2 separate regions of the Oryctolagus cuniculus genome follow, and region 2 is linked to region 1. A link is a contact called in public Hi-C data. All regions are on one chromosome and are shown on one strand. Each heading gives the region's core, a stretch centred on a gene start, on an enhancer-like site or on the middle of the called end of the contact. The rest is flanking DNA. Distances are from core to core; before and after follow the strand shown.

What was found. A called contact is a pair of places that touch in the nucleus more often than the background predicts.
Region 2: a Hi-C map of an unstated tissue shows a contact between it and region 1, with 2.2 times the contacts expected there. The contact joins two enhancer-like sites. A contact is called at or near these places in 2 of 6 Hi-C or Micro-C datasets (embryonic fibroblasts and an unstated tissue).

Annotation. Positions count from the first base shown.
Region 1 is chr9:82,421,956-82,429,721 of mOryCun1.1, forward strand. The region is part of intron 1 of FRY (FRY microtubule binding protein); the gene reads right to left. Among named protein-coding and RNA genes, the nearest start is that of FRY, 76 kb to the right of the region's middle. Within about 2 kb of position 3,521, at least 4 of the 8 cell types and tissues checked have an H3K27ac peak or open chromatin away from gene starts, as enhancers often do.
Region 2 is chr9:82,520,277-82,528,042 of mOryCun1.1, forward strand. No RefSeq gene overlaps it. Among named protein-coding and RNA genes, the nearest start is that of FRY, 23 kb to the left of the region's middle. Within about 2 kb of position 3,610, at least 1 of the 8 cell types and tissues checked has an H3K27ac peak or open chromatin away from gene starts, as enhancers often do.

The DNA.
Region 1 (7,766 bases), core at 2,271-4,770:
CAAAGACTGGTTAGATAAATTGCAGTTTATCTGTCTACACAATGGCAATACTATTCTGCACAATGGCAATAATAATATTCTGGCTCCGCAAAACAATGTTATATAGACCTGGAAATGGGCATTTAGATGCGTGCTAAAAAACAAATTCAAAATCATGGAGATTGTCAATCGCTAGCTCGATTGGGTTCCAAAAATCTGTATTTCAGCCCGTAATCCCCTGGAAAAGGGGGTTTACATTTTTGAGGAGGGGGGAGAGATACACAGAGACAGAGCAACAGAAAAATACCTATGGAGCTCATATCTGCTAGTTTACTCCCCAAATGCTTGCACTGGCTGGAAAGACGGCAGGGCTGGGCTGTGACCACAGTCAGGTGCTGGCGTCAACCCAGGTTTCCCGTGTGGGCGGCAAGGACTCAACTACTTGAGCCATCGCTGCTGCCTCTTGGGGCCGCACGGGCAGGCAGCTGGAATTGGGACTGAGAGCCAGGAATCTAACCCAGGCACTCTGACATGGGACACTGGCCTCTTGACAATTAGGGCCAACTCTCGCTCCAAGCAGAGGAACTTCCGTGCAATGTGCCTGTTGATAGGAATCATCCAAGGGCAATCAATACTTACTAAAATGGAAATGTGGAGATTATTCATTTAAAAGAAAGACTAGGAGTGTGGTAGAGTCCCATTTAAAAAATGCCTAGGTAAATAGCTAGAAAGGTGGATACAGATAGAGAGGAATAGAAAAATGCTTGGGAGGACAGATACTGTGATGTCAACAGTAAACTGTGTGGGAATATACTGTCCTGTAACACATTTTTGCTCCTATGTATTTTCTACTTTCCTATGATGCATTCATACCGCTCTTGGATTAATAAAAATGTATCTTAATTAAAATATTTATTAGCTCCTAATGCGCATTGAATCAGAATAACAAATATAGGATTAGGCCATAATTTCACCTTGAAAATTCAGTCCTCACTAGGAGATGGATATGGTCCCGGTGCATAGGACACAGCACAGTGAGGGCGGTGGCATCCCCCGGAACCAGGTGCTGTGGGGACGCTGGGGAGCTGAGCTCCTCACCCTTTCTGAGGCAACCCACCTCCCACACTGGACATTACAGCAGCGCCCACTCACGCGGCTTGAGCAGCGCTGTGAAGCCCTGGAAAAATCCACCATCAGTCACACCCGGGATGGGGAGTGACCGCACATCTCGAGCATGGCTGGCATTTTACAATTTTTTGGTAAAACAAACACTCGTACAATAAGCAAAACAAATGTTAAACCTCAACCAAAAAGACAACAACAGGAAAGTCCAAACCGAAAAACCACGGCATTAAAAACAAAGAAACAGCATGAAAACCAGGCCAGGTCCATGGGCACATTTTCCACCGCTCCCCACCTGCTCTCATCTGTCTCCCTTCTCACTCTATCTGATCCTCCCTCCAAGCACAACTTGTTCCGCTCATTCCCAGGGCCTGTCGTCTCTTCATTCTTTAAATACTCAGTACTTTATCTAATACACGTTGCAACTCTCCGACTATTTCTCTCTTCAACTATTGAGAGCATCACGTGCCTCTTACATGTCTGTAAGTTGGTAAGCAGGTCACTGAGGGCAGGGATGGTTCAAGAGACATTTCCGAGACAAACAGCAGGCAGCAAAGCGGTCAGCCACAGGCCACACGCACGTCCCTGCCCCGCTAAGACTCTGTCACTTAGTGAGGGAGCCATCTCACATCCTGTGAGGTCTGCCAACTGCGACGTCGCCCGACACACTTCTCAGACCATGTCCCCATTATCAAGCCACACACGACTGTGCTTACTTCCAGGTAATTTCAGTAAATTATGTTGGACAAAATATTTTCTATTTTTAAAATGGTTTAATGTTGAAAATAAAACCAGCTGTTTTCACTAAAATGGTAATTTATGAACAAATACTAGTTTGATTGTCTCATTAACCACACTTCCCTTTTTTCAGTGCGCCTACTTTATCCTGACACACTTATGTATTTAAGTTCAAAAGGAGCCACATACTGATCAAATGATGAAATCTTATGGTTCTAAAAGCAGGTTTGAAATGTCATTTCTTCAGTATCTGGCAGACTAGAATTCCTAAAAATTTTAACACACATGCCTATGTACTGGTGTACTGGATGAGGGCAAAAAAAATTCTATTTTTGGAATAATGTGGTTTCTGCAAAGAAAAATAAAACCATCTAAGAGGAGATTGCTAGAATTTCTTTTATTCAGCATGGGATGAAAAAGACCTGCTTTGGAGAAGATGCTGACTAGAATGATAAGCACCAACAAAGCTTTGACTCATGCCATGAAGCTGTCAAATGTCTCACAAATGTGTTCACCAGAAGGTAGTGCAATATTTAAAAAGGTTCATCTTCCATTTTAACAGTAGCACCCAGAAGAAAGCAGAGGCCCCTTAGCACGTAACTCTAGCGCCCTCTAGTGTCCAATTCACAGCATGCCTTTTTGAACTCCTTAACTTCTGTTTAGAGCTGTTTGCAAAGCGGCGCTTTGGGAAGCCACTAGTGTATCTGGAGGCGAAGGCTTCATCAAAGCAGCCCAAGTGCGCGGATTTCACATCTCACCACCAGGTGGAATGCTAAGTACCCCCACATACAGTCTGCCTTGCTCTGGGGAGTCAGCGCCTGCAGCAAACCTCATGAGAACCACACAGGTGAGTGCAGTCTGTAAACATGAGGGCTCCGAAAGGAAACTGCTGGAATCCTTAATCCACAGGCTTGTCACATGGAAAATTTCCACGGGAAGTCGCACGTGGCCTGAGGGTCACCAAGTGTCTCGTGGAGACGGGCCATCATGCAACTGGCTTTATTAAAAAGAAGTCGAGTACATGGGATGAGGGAGGATTTATTGTCAAAATGAGGTTAGCCTTTTCATATGGGTCAGAAATGCAAATATGCCCCTTCAAAGCACACAGATTTAGACCTGATTTTGTATTTAGAGTCCACCCTAACCTGAAATACAAAAGCAAATTAATAACTGCAACTTAATAATTATTCTAATTAAAGGATAAAAGTCTGTAACTTATAAGTAGGCATAAACAAATAAAAATATAAACAAATGAATCTATCATAATACAATGAGTACAAATCCCTGAAGGAAACGTATCCAAATGTTAATAAGGTTTGTATTAAAGCAGTGGAATACTGTGTCATTTTTCTTCCTTGCTTTTTTTTTTCTTTTAGTCACAATAGGGAATTACTCTTATAATAGAGAAAAAGCTCGAAGGAACAACTTGGGAGAGGAGAATGAGTTTGTTTGATCAGGTCTTTCTGAAAATAGAAAATTAGAACAAGGTGGGGGGGGGGGGGCGGGTTGTTCTCTTTCCAAGTCCTCCTAGTTGGTAACTTCTAAGTCCAACTTATTGTTAATGAGAACTTCACTTATTGCCTTTGATCGCCTCCTCATTGTCTAATCCCAAGTCCCAAGTGTGAGAGGCGGCTGCCGCTGCTGTTTCACTGACACAGTTGAGAAACTGACCATTTATGTAATCCCGTTCAGCTGCTTAGCAACAGGAAGGGTGGGGCTCTCAACAGAGGGAAGCTACACAGCCTCTTTCTGCAACGGGGCAAGGAGAAAGGGAGAAGGGGGAACTTGTCCGCGGTCCTGCGCCTCGGTGCTGACGGGACTGCAAAAAGAGAAAACAACTTCCATACCAAGTCCCCAAGGGGTAACTCGAAACAAGAAATGGTCCACATTCTTTGGAGGCGAAACTCTCTAATTATAGTCTTAAGAGTGCCACACGATTAGAATGCCACAAATAGTGCTGTGATGACAAAGAAAACAGAAAGCTCTCTCGGCCCTGGATCTCTAAATGGGTCAACGGGTTTGGCCTCAGCACTCTCCTTAGGGAAAGGGTGTGGCTCAGCCGAGAGTCAGATAAATTCATGCAGACGATTTCTGTGGCTGTAGCCACCCAGGTGGGAACCTACCACATGGCTAATGGCAAGAATGGACCTCCCCCCACCACTGGTGGCCCCTATTACACCTTGCATTGGTAAAAGGCAGGGAAGACTAAGGAGAGAAGTGAGGCATGCTCTGGAGTAGTGAGCACCTCAGCCATATGCTTCCGTCCAAACTTGGAACTGAAGCTACACTCTCGCTACATGATCAAAGGCAGCGGTAGTAGGGGCCTAAGGACTATGTCACCAAGTTGCCTTAGCCTCCCATGCATTCAATTGGAAACTTGGTCGATTTCCAGTACCATCGTGTTTCTTCCCTATGGTGGCCTGCATCACAAATGCAGAAGCAAGAGGTTTCAGTGAACTGAATCAGCCAAAATGATAGCAAGTTTCTATTTTATTTTCCTGAGCAGAATTTAAGAATTTAGTTGGATTAGCCAAGACTGCACAACAAAATAAAACAGAAACCATCATCCACTTAACAGATCTTCTTGTTGCTTAAATTGGTTCATTCTTATTTGTCCCCCAAGTTTTTTCAGCACTTCTTTTTTTTAAAAGATTTATTTATTTATTTATTTGAAAGTTGGAGTTGCACAGAGAGAGGAGGACAGGCAGAGAGAGAGAGAGAGATCTTCCATCCACTGGTTCACTCCCCAATTGGCCAGAGCTGCACCGATCCAAAGACAGGAGCCAGGAGCTTCCTCCACGTCTCCCACATGGGTGCAGGGGCCCAAGATCTTGGGCCATCTTCTACTGCTTTCCCAGGCCATAGAGAGCTGGATCAAAGTGGAGCAGTTGGGACTTGAACGGGCACCCTTATGAGATGCCGGCACTGCAGGCGGCAGCCTTACCCACTACACCACAGCACTTTCTATGGAAAACTGTTCCAAGCACCAAGGTTAATGTACAATAAATAAATAAGGCCATAGAGTCCCCTGCTCTCACAGAGCTTACAGTCATGTTTTGTCTTGCAAACACACACAGATCAAAAAGTAAAAATTAAGATAGATGAGTATGATGAACAAGAACGTGTCAAACTGTGAAACAAATACATCCCAGTGCTAAGGCAGTGATTGGCAGAGAGTGACTGTGCTAGACGGGGTGTCAGGGAGGCACTGCAGAGGCATGGGTTAGGCTGAGGCACAAAAGTTAAGAAGGATTCAGCCATGCACAGAACAGCCCAATCATGAAAGCTTCCAGCCCAGATACAGCACATGCAAAGGCCCTGTGGTAGCAACCTGCTCGATATGTGAGAAAAATAAAATGAAACCTATGAGGCTGGGGTGTTAAAAGGGAAGAGTGATACAAAATGATACAGGAGAATGAGGCAGGACTCCGATCACGTCGGGGCTTTGTAATCCCAGGCAGAGTCTGGATTTTATTGCAAGTGACGTGGGATGCCATTGAGGGATTACAGTGGGAGAGGGAGTGTGCATGACTTTATGTAAGTATGGGGGAGGGAGGGAAGGTGTGTATGACTTTACAATGTCACCTTTGGTGTTGTATAGAATAGTGACTGAAAGGAAAGGTGAATGGGAACAAGGAGATAAAGTCGGGAGGCCACTGTGATAGGTGCGTGTCAGAGACAACGGGGACGTGGGCTGGAACACCCACGATGGAAATGGAAAGGACAGATGGACTGGTGCCTGCTTAGGAAGCAGGTTTGATGGGATGCACTGAATTTGCAGGGTGAAGGTAAGAATGGAATCAAAGTCAAGTCGAAGATGTTTTCTGTCTTGACGTTGGACGATGGTGCTGTCTGTTGCAAAGGGAAAACCAGGGGACAGGTATGTAACAGGAAATTTATTTTTATTTGGACCATGTGAAATCTGAGATGTCTCCAAGACCTCCAAGTGGAGGCATTTGGAAAAACAGTTGGAAGTGGGCTTTTGGTGCAGTGGTCACGATGCTGCTTCGGACGCCCATATCACACATTGGAGTACCTGGTTCCAGCCACAGCTCCCCTGTGTCTGATCCAGCTTCCTGCTAATGCACACCCCGAGAGGTAGCAGATGATGGCTCCAGTAGCTGGGTCCCTACCGCCTATGAGGGAGAGCTGCATTGAAGTTCAGCTTCCTGGCTTGAGCCTGGCCCAGCTTTGGCTGTTATGGGCATTTAAGGAGTGAACCAATGGCTGGAAGATCTCTCTCCCTCCCCGCTTCTTCCTTTTAAATAATAAAAAAAGCACAAATTTTTCCAAAGAAATGATTTGAGTAGTTTAGGGAGATGTGAAGACCAGAGCTACATATTTGGAATTTTAGTACACGGGATAGGAGGAGTCAACCTTGGTAGAGTCTGTAGCCACACGCAGAGGGGTCTGGGAAGCAGGATCTCAGGGGCACTGAGCAATTAGTGATCGGGCAAGGGAGGGGAGGACAGCGGAGGAGATGGAAAAGGAGCAGCGGTGATGCCGGAGGAGGTCTGGGGCATATGGCGTCCTGAGAACCATGAAGAGAGCGGCGCTGTGTGTTTCGCTACAGCCAAGTGTCTCAGTGAGACAGGCAGAGGAGGTGGCAGGGGAGTTTGGCAGTATTCTCCAAACTGAACGAAGGAGGAGTCTGCACAAAAACCAAGGCTGACGTTGCAAACACTGTGAACACCCTCCGGGGCTTTATACACACGATCTCTTGTCCAGGTTCCATGAAGGATCTCCTTACAGCTCGCGCCTTTCCTTACCCCTTTACCAAAACCACCTCAGCATGCACTCAGGTGTTTCTAACCTGAAAACACCTGTTGTGATGTGAACGCATGGAAACGTAGTTTTTTTTTTTTTTTTTTTTTTTTGGTCACTATTCTTTGCTTTTCACTTCCTTTCCTACTTTACCTGTCTTCAAATTCAAGGGCATTCCATGCAGGAAAAAGAGGTCAAATTAAGAACAATTCAAACGTTATCTTTCGTAGAAAACATTTTTTTCCCTGATAAGTAGCTGCAAACCACCAGCTAAAATCAATTTGGTGATATTCTCTGGGTTTCAATGATCCAAATGATACCCTGTTCTCCCCTGTACTATTCATTGTCTACGAAACATAGGGTCAACTTTATGTAGACTTGCAATTGAACTTGAGTGTTGGGAAAGGCATTTGTATCACACGCAAGAATTCTTATTTGATTTTTATTTAGATAATTGCTGTCAGATGCTGGGAAAGCTCCATATTGGAGGTCAGGCAAAGTCACAGTTCAGGGAGCCACTGGGTGCAGTTGCTGGGGAGGCGGGGGATGGTGTGCCGGGCTCACCTCTGACCTCAAGAAGACCTGAAGGCGGCCCCACATCTTTGTCAGTCCTGAGAACCGTTGCTAATGTGACCATTTAAATTTCCCCACAGCAGCTACCTCCCCCAGGCCCTAATGTCGCACTTCTCAGACAGAAGTGAGCAGCATCTATCCCCATTCTCAGAGAAGGGAATACCTCTTCCTTTCACCCTGCTATTCACGGACTGCTGCCAAATTGGAGCGGGAACATAATAAAGAAACAAAAGTTCAGTTTGGGATGGGAAACTGAGTCCGTTAATAGACCTATTTTTACAGGAAATAATAAATTTGATGCTTGGCTAAGAAATCAGTCAGATGGGGGCCGGCACTGTGAAACAGCAGGTTAAGCTGCCACTTATAATGCTAGCATCCCACGCTGGAACGCCGGGTCGAGTCTTGGCTGCTCTGTTTCTGCTCCAGCTCCCTGGTAATGTGCCTGGGAAAGCAGAGGAAGATGGTTCAAATACTTGAGCCCTTGCCACAAGTATACGTGGGAGACCCGGATGGAGTTCCTGGCTCCTGGCTTCAGCCTGGCCCAGGCGTGGCTGTTGTGGTCATTTGGGGAGGGAAGTAGCAGATCTCTC
Region 2 (7,766 bases), core at 2,360-4,859, 98 kb after region 1:
ACAGACCAGAATCCTCTCTTCTAAAGCCAAGGAAACTACCTGTGCGATGGGAATTTTGGGAACCCAAAAGGCTTTTGGCAAGATAGCCTCAATGCTCCCAGAACTCTGAGGGAAAGGAACTAGCAGGTGAGGCTCTCCATCTGGCAAGGTGAGAGCTGGGAGGAGCTGCTCATAATCAGGTGAAGCTGGCTTTGCTGGGGGCAGTTACCTCTCTCCTCCACCCAGCTGGAGTCTGGCCCTGCTCAGCTGTCACGTCTGAAATGAACACCATTAGAATCACTGGTGGTAAAAGTGGTTCTCATGGTGGGGGCAGTGTTGAGGCATAGCAGGTACAGCCACCACCTGCAACACCAACAACCCACATGGGCGCTGATTGGAGTCCTGGCTGCTCCACTTCTGATCCAGCTCTCTGTCAATAAGCCTGAGAAAGCAGCAGAGGATGGCTCAAGTCTTTGGGCCTCTGCACCCACGTGGGAGGCCCGAAAGAAGCTCCTGGCTTCGGTCTGGCTTGGACCTGGCCATTGCAGCCAGGAATGAGCCAGCAGATAACAATCTGTCTGTTTCTCTCTCTGTGTGTAACTGTGTCTTTCAAATAAATAAATGAACCTTTTTACAGTGGTTCCCATGGACCATGGGTCTTCTGGGTGTTATTGTTAACATGCACGTATTACATATTATCTGAAAGTAGCCTGTTCCTATCCCACCTGTTTCTGTGGTAGTTGATGGCCTCTGGATCAGCTTTTAAATCCTAAGGACCTGAGACCCCATCAACGACTGGGGTGGGGTGTAGAGGGGAAGCAGTGCACACCCTGAGTTGAGGGCTGGGGGCAAAATAAAGACAGTGGGTCAAGGAGGACTAAGAGAGGGTGGGGAGTTTGGGGGCCCAGGGGTCTGCAAGGGAATGAGACAAACCTTTAAAAAGGTTGCAGGACCCTAAAGGGAAGAGAAAACAGACTTAGGGGAAGGGCTGAGAGTCCTAAACCCACATCGCCTTTTTCAGTTTAGCTTAAGCCTTCTTCTACTGGCTGTCAAGTTGACTCCCACTTCTCTAGTCAGAATTTAGTAACATTTTTGGGAGAAAATCAAGGCTAATTTGTTCTTGCTTGTTTTCTGGCTGTGAGCAGTGGGCTTTGGTTTTTGGCATAAACATGCTTTGTCCTTACTAGTGCTAAAAATGCCTAAAGTAAAGATCTTTGCACTTAGCACAGGGAAGGTGGCTTTGCAAAGGAGTACTTTTCAGAATTCTGAAAGATTGGCAAAGGGCAACTGAGATTTTAGTTTAAGTTTGTAATTTATAAAGTGTTAATAGAAATGAGAAACTTACAGGTCTCCAAAGGTGGTTTAAGGTGTACAGGTCATTATTATATCCTCTTTTTTTTTTAAATTAGTTTTCATTTTATTTGGAAAAGAGTGAGTGGGGGTAGAGAGATATTCTATTATCTGTTACACCCCCCCCCCCCAATTTACCCTAATAAGCAGGTCTGGGCCAGGCCAATGCTGGGAGGCAGGAACTCAATTCAGGTTCCCCACGCGGGTGGCAGGAACCCTATTACTTGTGTCACCACCACTGTCTCCCAAGATGTGCATTAGCAGGGAGCTGGAATCAGGAGCAGAGCTGGGGCTTGAACCTAGGCACTCCAATATGGGATGAGGCTTTCCAAGCAGTCTGCTAACTGCTGTGCCTAATGCCTGCCCCCATTCCATTTTTCATTTTTAAATTTATAAAAAATATTATTTATTTGAAAAGCAGTGTTACAGAAAGAGAGAAAGAGATTTCCATCCACCGGTTCACTCCCCAAATAGCCACAATGGCTAGAATTGGGCTGATCCAAAGCCAGGAGCCAGGAGCTTCTCCCAGGTCTCCCACTTGGGTGCAGGGGCCCAAGTACTTGGGTCATCCTCCACTGGTTTCCCAGGCAGATTAGCAGGGAGCTGGATTGGAAGTGGAGCAGCGATGTCTCAGTCCAGTATCCATATGGGATGCCATCATCACAGTTGATGGCTTTACCTGCTATGTCACGGTGCAGTCCCCAACACCCCCATTTTTCTTTCATAGCAATTTATCAGGAAGTGAATTGTCATAATGGTCTGGGACTACTTCCTTCTCAGAAAAAGAGTGATAGAAATAGCTAGGTGGTTAAGGAGGCAGATAGGTAGGTAGGATGGGACAGGATCATCAGAAGGAAAAGGTACAACTTCTCCATGAGAGAGGCTTCTGTTTGACACTTTGTACTAAAGAGTTCCAACCCTACTACATCCATTCTCCACTGTATCACTCTCTCCTTCTGTTAGGAATTGAAATATCTGTCATTCTCCTGATGTCCTGTTAACTTACCACCTTTCATAAGAGACTAATTCTTGTGAAGAAACTTCATAAGCAGAAAGAAAATTGAAGAAATCATTTACCTAAAAAAATTCTCTAGCCAAGATGGGTTGAATATGAGCATAAAGCTTCCTCCTCATACAACAATTCCATGTAACTTCTTAGATAGGACATGGAGCCCACATACCTCAATCATACCTATTCCAAAGTGTCTACCTTGAACTCTCTTAGTTTTCTTTTTTAATGTCCAAGAATACAGGTTTTTAAGTAGCCTAGAATATGGGTATGACATGACATACTATCATTTTAATAATTTTGCATACCACTTTGATACTCCTTGAGTTACTTAATTTTAAAAAAATTTTTGAAGCCAGTGCTGCGGCTCACTAGGCTAATCCTCTGCCTTGTGGCGCCGGCACAGCGGGTTCTAATCCCGGTTGGGGCGCCGGATTCTGTCCCGGTTGCCCCCCTTCCAGGCCAGCTCTCTGCTGTAGCCTGGGAGTGCAGTGGAGGATGGCCCAAGTGCTTGGGCCCTGCACCCCATGGGAGACCAGGAGAAGCACCTGGCTCCTGCACTCAGATCAGCGCGGTGCGCCGGCCGCAGCGCGCCGGCCGTGGCGGCCATTGGAGGGTGAACCAACGGCAAAAGGAAGACCTTTCTCTCTGTCTCTCTCTCTCACTGTCCACTCTGCCTGTCAAAAAAAAAATTTTTTTTTTTTTTTTGAGAGAGCACATTCCTATCTGTTGGTTCACTCCTCGAATGCTTGCAACAGCCGGAGCTGCTCTGAGGCCAAAACCAGGATCCGGGAACACAATCCAGATCTTCCACATAAATGGTGGGGACCCAGTTACTTGAACCATCACTTCTGCCTCTTAGGTCCACATTAGCAGGAAGCTGGAGTTAGGAGCCAGAGCTGGGAATTGAACCCAGCACTGTATTGTGGGATCTGGACACCTTAATTGTCAACTTCCTGCTCCCCCTCTAAGTTCTTGAAATTTGACATTCCTCTATAAGTTATTAAGATTCAGTTTCAGTTTTATGTGAGGTTATGTCAGAGATGTATTCTTCTAGAGTGATCGGAATGGTTAAATGCTGAGAAGGATGGATTTCAGGAATAGGCAAAGAAAAAACCATAATTCTAGAACTTACTGCCTGAGCTCTGTATGAGGGCTCTCCAAGACACACATTGTTTCATCATTGAGTCCTCATGACAAGAGCCTTTGAGATAGATGGGGAGGATTATTCTTGCCTGATAAACATTCCAGGTACAAAGACAATAAGAGGTTTGTCTGAGCTTACACTGCCTCTCTGTGGCTGCTCAGGGACTTGGAATGTCTTTTGATGGCCCTTGTGAGATTCACGTCACTTTTTTTCCTCCAGGCCTGAACACCTAATATTTTATTCATGGTGTGCCACAGAATCTCCAGAAAGCAGACTCGGAGCAGAGTTTAGTGTTTAGTGTTCAGGGAATGCTCTGGGAATCAACACCTGTGGAAGGGAAAGGGAGGAAACAGAGCAGGGCACAAGCCTTGATTGACTTGAGTAGTGCCTCTCACACTGGTGTGCATGTCAATCAGCCAGGGATCTAACAAACACACACTGCTGGCTTCAGTAAGTCTGGGGTGGGGCCCATACTCTACACTTTCATCAGGTTCCAGGATTATGCTGTTGCTGCATCAAGTAACAAAGCTAACTCCTTATCCTGACTTGGTCCTTGATTGAACGTCTTTATTTTGCCTCCACTCCTTTCATGTCCTCAGAGCACAGTGAGAAATTTATTCTCTCAAAGTTGTGGAGGCCAGAAGTCTGAAATCAAGGTATTGGCCAAGGTCAATGTGCTTTCTCAATGCCCGTAAAGAGGCTCTTTTCTGGTCTCTCCCAGTTTCTGGTAGCTGCAGGCATTCCTTGGCTTGAGCAGCATTATTACTCCAATCTCTCCCTCCATCTTCACAGGCCTGGCTTCTGTGTGTGCTCATGTCTGTATCCACATTTCCCTCTCCCTCTTCTAACAACACAGGTCACATCGGCTAAAACCCCTACCTATTGACCTCAATTTAACTAGATTATCTCTGCACAGGTTCTAGGTTCCGGGGATTCAGACTGCAACACATATCTTTTGGGAACACACAATCAACTCATAACAATATCTAAACATGGTGGGGGTTGGATCTACTAAGCACTTGAAGCACTTTAGAAACATTCATAGCAAATAATTTAGTACCCATCTAATTGGTAAAATTATCAAAGATAATGCAGTGGGTGGAATTGTAAAGCTCAGATTCCGGAATGATCTGTTTCATGGGTTCTGGCTGTTGGGACAGCAGATTGTCATATGTACCAGGGCACTTTCTCAGTGTCTGCTGCATAAATCCTATGATGGTTGCAGTGCAGTGGATCCTGAGTTAAAAACAATGGAGAGGGCTGGCGCCATGGCTCACTAGGCTAATCCTCCGCCTGGAGTGCCGGCACACCTGGTTCTAGTCCCGGTCGGGGCACTGGATTCTGTCTCGGTCACTCCTCTTCCAGTCCAGCTCTCTGCTGTGGCCTGGGAGTGCAGTGGAGGATGGCCCAAGTCCTGGGGCCCTGCACCTGCGTGGGAGACCTGGAGGAGGCGCCTGGTTCCTGGCTTCGGATCGGCATAGCGAGCTAGCCATGGCGGCCACTGGGGGGTGAGCCAATGGAAAAAAGAAGACCTTTCTGTCTCTCTTTCTAAGTCTGCCTGTCAAAAAACAAACAAACAAACAAACAACAAACAATGGAGGGATCTGTAGAGCGTATTTCCCATTCGAGGTTGATGGTGCACCTGAGTCTTTAGCAGCTCTTTTTAAAGCCTATGTTTAACTTGATTTCCACTTCTTGCAAAGTCTACACTCTGGAGTCCCCTTTTCTCATAAACCGATTTATATCCCTTTCTAAGCACTTCAAGAAATGCTGATCAAGCTCCTAAAAAAAATCCCTGCTTTTTGATGCCCTCATTACACTGTGATTTGGCCCCTTTCAGTGAGCACTTGTTTCTCAGCCTGAAATTGTCAAGAGCAGGAACCAGTTCGTATTTACATTTCTCGTGTTTAGCTCAGTGTTTAGCACATAAAACATGTTTCCATACTTTTTGAGTGAATGAGCAAAGTTGGAAAGAACCAAAATGTTTCACAGCAGGGACATGTTCAAGTCAATTTGTTGAATATTTCCCTAGGAAATTATGTGTCTCTGTCTAGAAAAATAACAATTGTGTAACATCATGGAAAAGATCTTACACTCCTTCAAAAGGAAAAGAGCACAATATAACAAAACATAGATTGTACATAATGAGGGTGAGAAAGGAAATAAACGAAAATAGTCATTACATTAAGAGGGTAGGATTATGGGTGATTTTCAGTTCTTTAATTCCTTTCAATATTACTGCAGTTTGGTTTGTAACAACACTAATTACATTGTTAAAAAGAAAAGAAAGCAAACCACTGGTCTGTGGCTTTCCCAACACCACTGTTGGCCAGGAGACTGCATGGAGGTCCCCAGCAGAGCTTCTGGACTTTAGGAGCTCAAGGACAGAGCTGCCAGGGAAAGCCAGTCTGCCTCTGTGGAATTCTGGGAAGGCTCTGCTTTGCTTCCCCACTGCACTTGCAGGAAAGACATTAATTTCCTTGCTAAAGACTGTTCTATAATTGATAATTTTTAAAATAAATCTTCAAAACCTATGGATGCAAAATTGCTCTGAGTTCATAGAATTTTATTTCTTTTGGTGTTCATGTTAACAACAAGACTTTGGATATTTGAGCAAATTTTAAAAATGTACTTAAAGTTTCCTTTATTTTATTTGAAGATGAGCAAGAAAGAGAGAGAGTGTTGCTACCTGCTGATTCACTCCCCAAAACGCTGGGAATAACTGGGGCTGGACCAGGCAAAACCCAGGAGCCAAAAACTCAAACTGAGTCTCCCACATGGGTGGCAGGAACTAAAGTACTTGAACTGTCACCTGCTACCTCTTACGGTGGGAACAGAGCCAAGGCTTAGCACCTACACACTCTGATATGGGATGCATGCATCTCAAGAGATATTTTAGTCACTGTGTCAAATGCCTGCCCCTTTTAGCAAGCTTCTAACTCACAATTATGCAAGTTCAGTATTTGGTAGAGTTATATAATCATCTCACAGACAATACTGATCAGGAGCCCAATCAAGGATTGCTGTGGTGGGATGGAAATGCTGAGCCCTCTCCTCTCCTATGTGGGTTTTGCAGGCAGGTTGACTTAACGCCATTCTGGTGTTTTTGCTAGGCAGGGATTGCTTGTAGTTTGTTAGTAATCCCAAAGCAAATCTCTACTGTTTGTGCAGCCTCTGGGAAGCAGCCCCCCTCCTCCTAACCTGGAACCAAGGTTTGCCTTCCGATAAGTTTCTCTTCCCTGAGCAGATTTTGTTCTCACTTTAGAGTCAAAGTCAAGAACTTTGTTTAACCTCTTATATCTCTGTGGTCAGCATCAGGAAGAAAGAAGATATGATCTCTTTTTAAAGAAAGTTTCATTGCAGATTACAAGAAAGATGCTCTATCAGCAAATAACAAATTTGTGCACAACTCTTATCTGAATCTCAAGGTCTTACTGTACACATGGTTTTTAAATCTCCCTTGGTTTGCATTCTTACCTGTTTGCAAACTGCACTTTCGAATGTGGCTTTTTTTTTGTTTTGTTGTGTGTTTGTTTTGTTTTGTTTTGTTTTGACAGGCAGAGTGGATAGTGAGAGAGAGAGAGACAGAGAGAAAGGTCTTCCTTTTGCCGTTGGTTCACCCTCCAATGGCCACCGCAGCCGGCGCGCTGTGGCTGGTGCACCGCGCTGATCTGATGGCAGGAGCCAGGTACTTCTCCTGGTCTCCCATGGGGTGCAGGGCCCAAGCACTTGGGCCATCCTCCACTGCACTCCCTGGTCACAGAAGAGAGCTGGCCTGGAAGAGGGGCAACCGGGACAGAATCTGGTACCCCGACCGGGACTAGAACCCGGTGTGCCGGCACCGCAAGGCGGAGGATTAGCCTAGTGAGCCACGGCGTCAGCCTCAAATGTGGCTTTGTGTACCATCAGATGGTAAGGAAGAGAATGATGGCTCTGGAAAGTGTCTGGAAATATACTCCTCTATGCACAGCAACATATCTTCCTCAGTCCTGTGTTAGACCATTTCAGCCATCCATGACCCTTGAGTCAGCCTCGATAACTAGATCATGATTTCAGACAACTAAGGATCGACACATTTCATTCATTTGTTTACTCGTTCAACAATCCATTATCCAACATCTACTATGTATTAAGTCCTGTCCCACACATTTGCTCATTTATTCACCAAATCTTAAACTTTCAAATGAGTTCTTTCTTGCTTTCAGCATTCTATAGTATTCAACACTAATGGAGTATTTTGTTGGTGACATGGGGTTAGGGAAAATGTGATAGAGTGGAAAG